Linked DNA regions of Sus scrofa: region 2 is linked to region 1. Evidence: chromatin contacts called from public Hi-C data. All regions are on one chromosome and are shown on one strand. The core of a region is the stretch at or near the end of the contact, and the rest is flanking DNA. Distances in the headings are between cores, read along the strand shown.

What was found. Hi-C and Micro-C count contacts between places; a contact is called where the count stands out from the background.
Region 2: a Hi-C map of embryonic fibroblasts shows a contact between it and region 1, with 1.9 times the contacts expected there. A contact is called at or near these places in 3 of 47 Hi-C or Micro-C datasets (embryonic fibroblasts and mesenchymal stem cells).

Annotation. Positions count from the first base shown.
Region 1 is chr3:111,270,432-111,273,131 of Sscrofa11.1, reverse strand. The region is part of intron 3 of BABAM2 (BRCA1-A complex subunit BRE); the gene reads left to right. Among named protein-coding and RNA genes, the nearest start is that of BABAM2, 57 kb to the left of the region's middle.
Region 2 is chr3:111,403,268-111,405,967 of Sscrofa11.1, reverse strand. All of the region lies in intron 7 of RBKS (ribokinase), which reads right to left. Among named protein-coding and RNA genes, the nearest start is that of TRNAE-UUC, 9.5 kb to the left of the region's middle.

The sequences.
Region 1 (2,700 bases), core at 57-2,556:
ACTTGTGGGGAAGATCAAGAGGGACAAGGGAGGAGAGAGTTACCTTGAAGAGAAAGAGAAAGGAACTAAAAAAAAAAAAAATGTTCACACGGTCCGAATAAAATGTATGTTTCCCTTCCTCCTGGGGCCTTAGAAATTAGACTCTTTTCCTATTATCGTCGTCCTGTATGGCCAACCCTGTTGGACAGCGGTGCTGTCAACCTCCGTTGATGTGGTTGCCTTCAGCGTATCGAAAAGTTCCAGCTCCATCTCTAGTTAGTTCTTCCTTTGTACTGACGCCCAAACCTCTCCCTCTGGAGACGTGCCAGTTTGCCACTAAATTTAAATAAATAAGAACATTTCTCATCAATAGGGGTGGCAAATTTAGCCCCTCTTTAGAGCACTGAGCAATTTATGACCATATGTTAAATACCATAAAACAGCTTTAAAGACTTGGTCCCTGGCCATTGCCAGATTGCTCCGTAGGAGTACGACAGCACGGCGAGGGGCTGGGAACGTTTCCTCCGGCCCTTGGAGGCCTCAGTAACTCACTGATGTCACAGCCAAAGGGGCCTGTTTTCAAACATTCCCTTTATGAAGGTGAAATACTAAAAGATTCCATTTTGGCATTTGGGTGCCAAGAAGGCACAGCTCCCTTTTGATTTTTAAGGGTCAGCATTAGTAGGGAAAGTGTTGTGTGGGAGCATGAGTGACTTGGCAGCAGTGAATCCAGAAGGCAAGTCTAGGAATAGGTAAAAGATATCCTACTCACTCTTTTTCTTGGAGCGTGAACTGGACTTTTATAAGGCATAAGCAAACCAGATATCACATGCTTCCCCATTGCTTTCTTTTTGCCAACTTTTATGGAATGAATATTAATGTTAAAAACAATTTTTAAAATTTCGCCTTATAGGGCTGCCAATTACAAGGATTTCTTTTCTTCCAGGAGTATGACTCATTATTTGGTGAACTCCAAATATTAGTTTTTCTTCTTACCATCATCACAGCCTGTGAATCATTTATGGCATTCAGTGGGCTCACGGCTGAGAAAAAAAAGGTGCGTGCCAGCAAACATGTGATGTTTGGTCAAGTAAGTGCCGTCTAGGACCTTGGGTGGACTTTTGACACGTGAGGAAAGCACATTCAAGCAGGGGGCAGTGTTGTTAAATTCGAGTTGGCACCGACAAGCTTCATGTACGATCCTTCTGACTGTTTCCCTCTGAAGGGTAACTCTAGCTACAGAGGAAGATGATGAAATTTGACTGTCAAAGGTCCAGGATTCTTAGCCTTCTCAAATGTGTAAGTGCCAGCCCAAGGGCTGATTTCCTGTCGGTTCCTGTGTGGTTTGCACTACATCCTCTTTGCAACAGATCAGTATTTTAGGTCATCTATCATAACTGCTGTCCTGTAAATTCTTGGCAATTTTGATCTCAGTTTGCAGAAGGCAGCTGGCAGACTTCTCTAGGAAGCGCAGCTGGAGAGCTCCTGTCTCCCTCTTCCTATGGCCAGGAAGTACACCATTGTTATTCATCCTTGCTGTCTTCCTTTGAAAGAACAAAAATCTTCAAACTTCGGCAAGTTCCGAAAGTGCTGGGTGCGCTTTGAAACGACCCTTGCCATTGGGTTGGTCTAGGGCAAAAACTGCAGTGATCTTTGACATGATTTATGAACCGTGGCTGGTTTTCCCCTAACACAGGTACATGCATCGGTGGAAGTTTTTCCCCTGTTGCAAAGGACATCGTGCTTAAGTCTTCAGAGTCAGGTCTCCAGGTTTCTTTCCCTTGATGGCGGGAATTTTAAATTCCTGTTACGAGCATCCATTAAGACTGTTCACCTCGGATATACCTTCAGGTTTTGCCTTGGGTTTTCACTCTTTGGAACCCAGAGATAAATCAAGCACATTTCTTCACTTTTTAAAGATAATTAGCCCTTTAGTTGTTGTAATTTGTCATCCAGAGTGGGTGAACTATGTCGTGGGATTTAGAAAAGAACGGTTTTCTTCCTTCTTTATGACTCAGAGGTCACATTTTGGCAACCTGATTGTATTCCTGTAGAATAGGAGTTACCTTTAGCCCAGTTCATGTACGAGGAAAACCTGTTGCTAAAGAGAATGCAAACCCATGTGTGAGTTCCTGCGAATGGTACCTGGGACCGTCTGTCTGGCACATCATTTCATTTCTACTTCTGACTCTTCTTCTTTGCATCTTTCTTTTTCATCCGTAGGGTTCAACATCATTAGCGTAGCTCTTGGTTTCTTTTGTGTCCTGGTTCTTAAGATGAAAAAAAAAAAAAAAAAAAAAAAAAAGCGAACTTTCTGAAGGCGGATTTTATGTCAGATTTATGGACATCAGGCCATGTCATCATGGAAACAGCCCACATCCTGGTGACCCACTAAGGACAGCATGAAGAAAGAGACTTGGATTTCAAGACAGAGGAGACCTTGTTATCCAGATTGTTTCTATGCAGTCAAATCTGTAGTCCTGGAAATAAACCTATGTTCAACCCTAGAGGCAGAGGCCCTGTGATCCCCGAGGTCTGTGTGACCCGCATAGTAGCTGATCAGGAATTGTCTGTTTATTAGATGAGCGAAACCAGAGCACTGAAAGATTATGTCTTGTATGGAAAAATCTTAATTGGAAGGATCCTAATTTTTAGTGGGACTTTCCGTGGGACAAGGAGGTGGCTAAAGATTTAGGAAAGAGCATCATGGTTCCTGCACTG
Region 2 (2,700 bases), core at 63-2,562, 130 kb before region 1:
ACTGAGCGAGGCCAGGGTTTGAACCTGTGACCTCATGGATGCCAGTCAGATTCATTTCCGCTGAGCCACGACAGGAACTCCTTCTATTCTAATTTCATAATTAACCAACAGCTTATTTTCCCATAATTAACCAATAATTTAGTCACAATTTACCCATGAGATTCATATCGAATCTCTGGGTTTTAGCTGCCGTTTTGTGTGAGAAGTGACGTTGATGTCGGCCCAGTGGGAACCGTTCTGTGGTACTAACACTGCATTCCCAATAAGCACCAAGGCAACAGATTTAGCTTCCTTCCTGCCCAGATATGTTCCCTCAACAGTCTGTAAAGTTTTAAAGTTAAATTATACATGCACCGGCAGCTTGGTGTTTAAGAATTCCTATGGCAAAGTTGTTTATAAAGGCTAACCCTAACCTCCAAGGGAAAAGTCCAACCACATTCTTCTCACGCACAGACACACTGACTGGTCTGTTTTAAAATCTTGGTTTCCATCGATCGGATTTGCTCGAGGGATTTTCTTTTTGGTCCTCTCTGCAATGACTAGTTATGCGGCAATGGACACTTCGCTTCCTTCCTGAGGTCATGACTCCCTGGCACAAGGCTGAAGTGAGGAGGTGCAGACCCTTTCACTGCCAGCGTGAGACAAGTTCTGGGCATGAGAGTGTAGTGCCCACACCCACGGTCCATCCTTTGTGACCATCACTCAGCTTTCCATTGAAGAGAACATGTCTGAAAATGAATCTATTTTTCAAGTCTCTAGTGGTCACTAGTCAGGCAGTGGTCTTCTGAACACCAAATACATGGGTGGGCTGAAATGGCAGGATTTTATTTCATTTTTTAAAATATTTATGTTTATACATTTCTTTTCTTTCTTTCTTTTTTTTTTTTTTTTTTTTGCTTTTTAGGGCTGCACCTGCAGCATATGGAAGTTCCCAGGCTAGGGGTCTAATCGGAGCTACAGCTGCTGGCCTGCAGCACAGCCACAGCAACAGAATGGCAGGATTTTAGATACATTCACCAAGGTGATGAATCAGTCATTATATAGACAATAAGGTGGATCTGGCCAAGGGAATGATAAATCCAGGCCTTTCCTAAGTTCTTGGCCCCGACATAAAGCTCAGACTACCAGCATCCTGCCTGCATGACACCACTTTCACTTTTCATAGGACTTTCTGGTTTATAGAGCATATTTGTAGACGTGATTCACTTTGAATCTCCTTCCAGTTTTGTGTGGTAAGCAGAGCGGGTCTTTCATTTTCCAGATGAGAAAGCGAGTATGAGAACTTGCTCAGGGTCAGCTGGCTAGGTGGCAGTACTGGGCTGTCTCAGTGGAAGGCCAGTCTCTGTGACAGCAGCCCCCTGGAGGGAGGCCACACGTGAACACCGACTTGGCTCAAAAAGAAAGTCGTTCTTTAAAACCCGGCAGCACATCTTTGAATATCCTCAACGGAGGCAATATGTCATCTTCTAAGTCAGTCTCAACCTAGAGTGTGCGTCAGAATTGCCTGGAGGGCTTGTGAAAATGCAGATTCTGGGCCCCGACCCCAAAGGTTCTGATCCAGGAAATCTGGGGCGGGCCCACGGTGCGTGTTTCTAGTGGGTTCCTGTTTCTAGTGGGTTCCGAGGACCACACCCTGAGAATGACTATCCCAAGGAATTTATTTCTGGAAAGAGTGAATCATTTAAATCCACGTCTAGTGATTAAGGTGGGGGAATCAAGCTAGGGCATTCCACCAGTGGCCAAAAACAATGCGCAACCGTAAAGAACAATACCGGCTCTGAGGGAAGTCTGAACGCAGAGCGCCAGAAAGCTGCTGAGTAATGGCATTTTGACCGGACTAACCTCTCTGGATGCGTGCTAAAGAATTCTTCTCTTAAGCGTTTAGGAAAACCTCACACAGTCCTACATGCCTGAGACGTTCCTTATCAACCTTTTATTTTCCAGCTTCAGAAAAACCAAAGAAACCATGGAAATGACACCCACATTAGAGAGAATCAATATCAAGAATTAATCGCTGTTTGCGGCAGCCGCAACTCAACAGGCTGGTAGCGCAGAGTCCTTTCTATGCTGCAAACCCGATGGTTGTGGAAGATGAGGGGAAAACTTTGCCTCTTGCCACCCTGACTCTTCCGTTGAGATTGGAATGGCAGAAATGCAAAGAGCTCATTTTGAATGCCAAAGATAAACATGCAATATCTTATGGGGGAAAAACATTCTAGCAGGAAAGAAAACTGAACCACATTAGGTACTGAAGCGGGGAGTCAATCCTTCATGTCACGGTAGGGGAAAAAAAGAGGTAGAGGCTGGCTTAAATATTGGTTCTAATTTTATTTTCAATTCTACATTACATTAAACTCTCCTTGTACTCCTCTTTAATTTACACCAACTGCTGACACAAATTGGTGTGCCTTCTCGTCTTTGACATCAGTATTTCTCTTGAATTATGCATTTCCATCTGGAAGGAGGTTTATGGGGATAAAGCCTTCTTTCATTTAGATGGATAAGAACAGAGAGGGATCAATGGGGGGGGGTCAAATGCAAAATCAAAGTAAGTGGGACAATAGATGTTCAAGGCAGCGTCTCCCTGCCCCAAAGGATTGTAAGTGGTATTGCAGGATGACTCTGGTCTTTCCATTTTCAGCATATTGATTAAAATTCAACTACTGGAGAACAAGGAAAAATTGTACCAACCTTCATTCC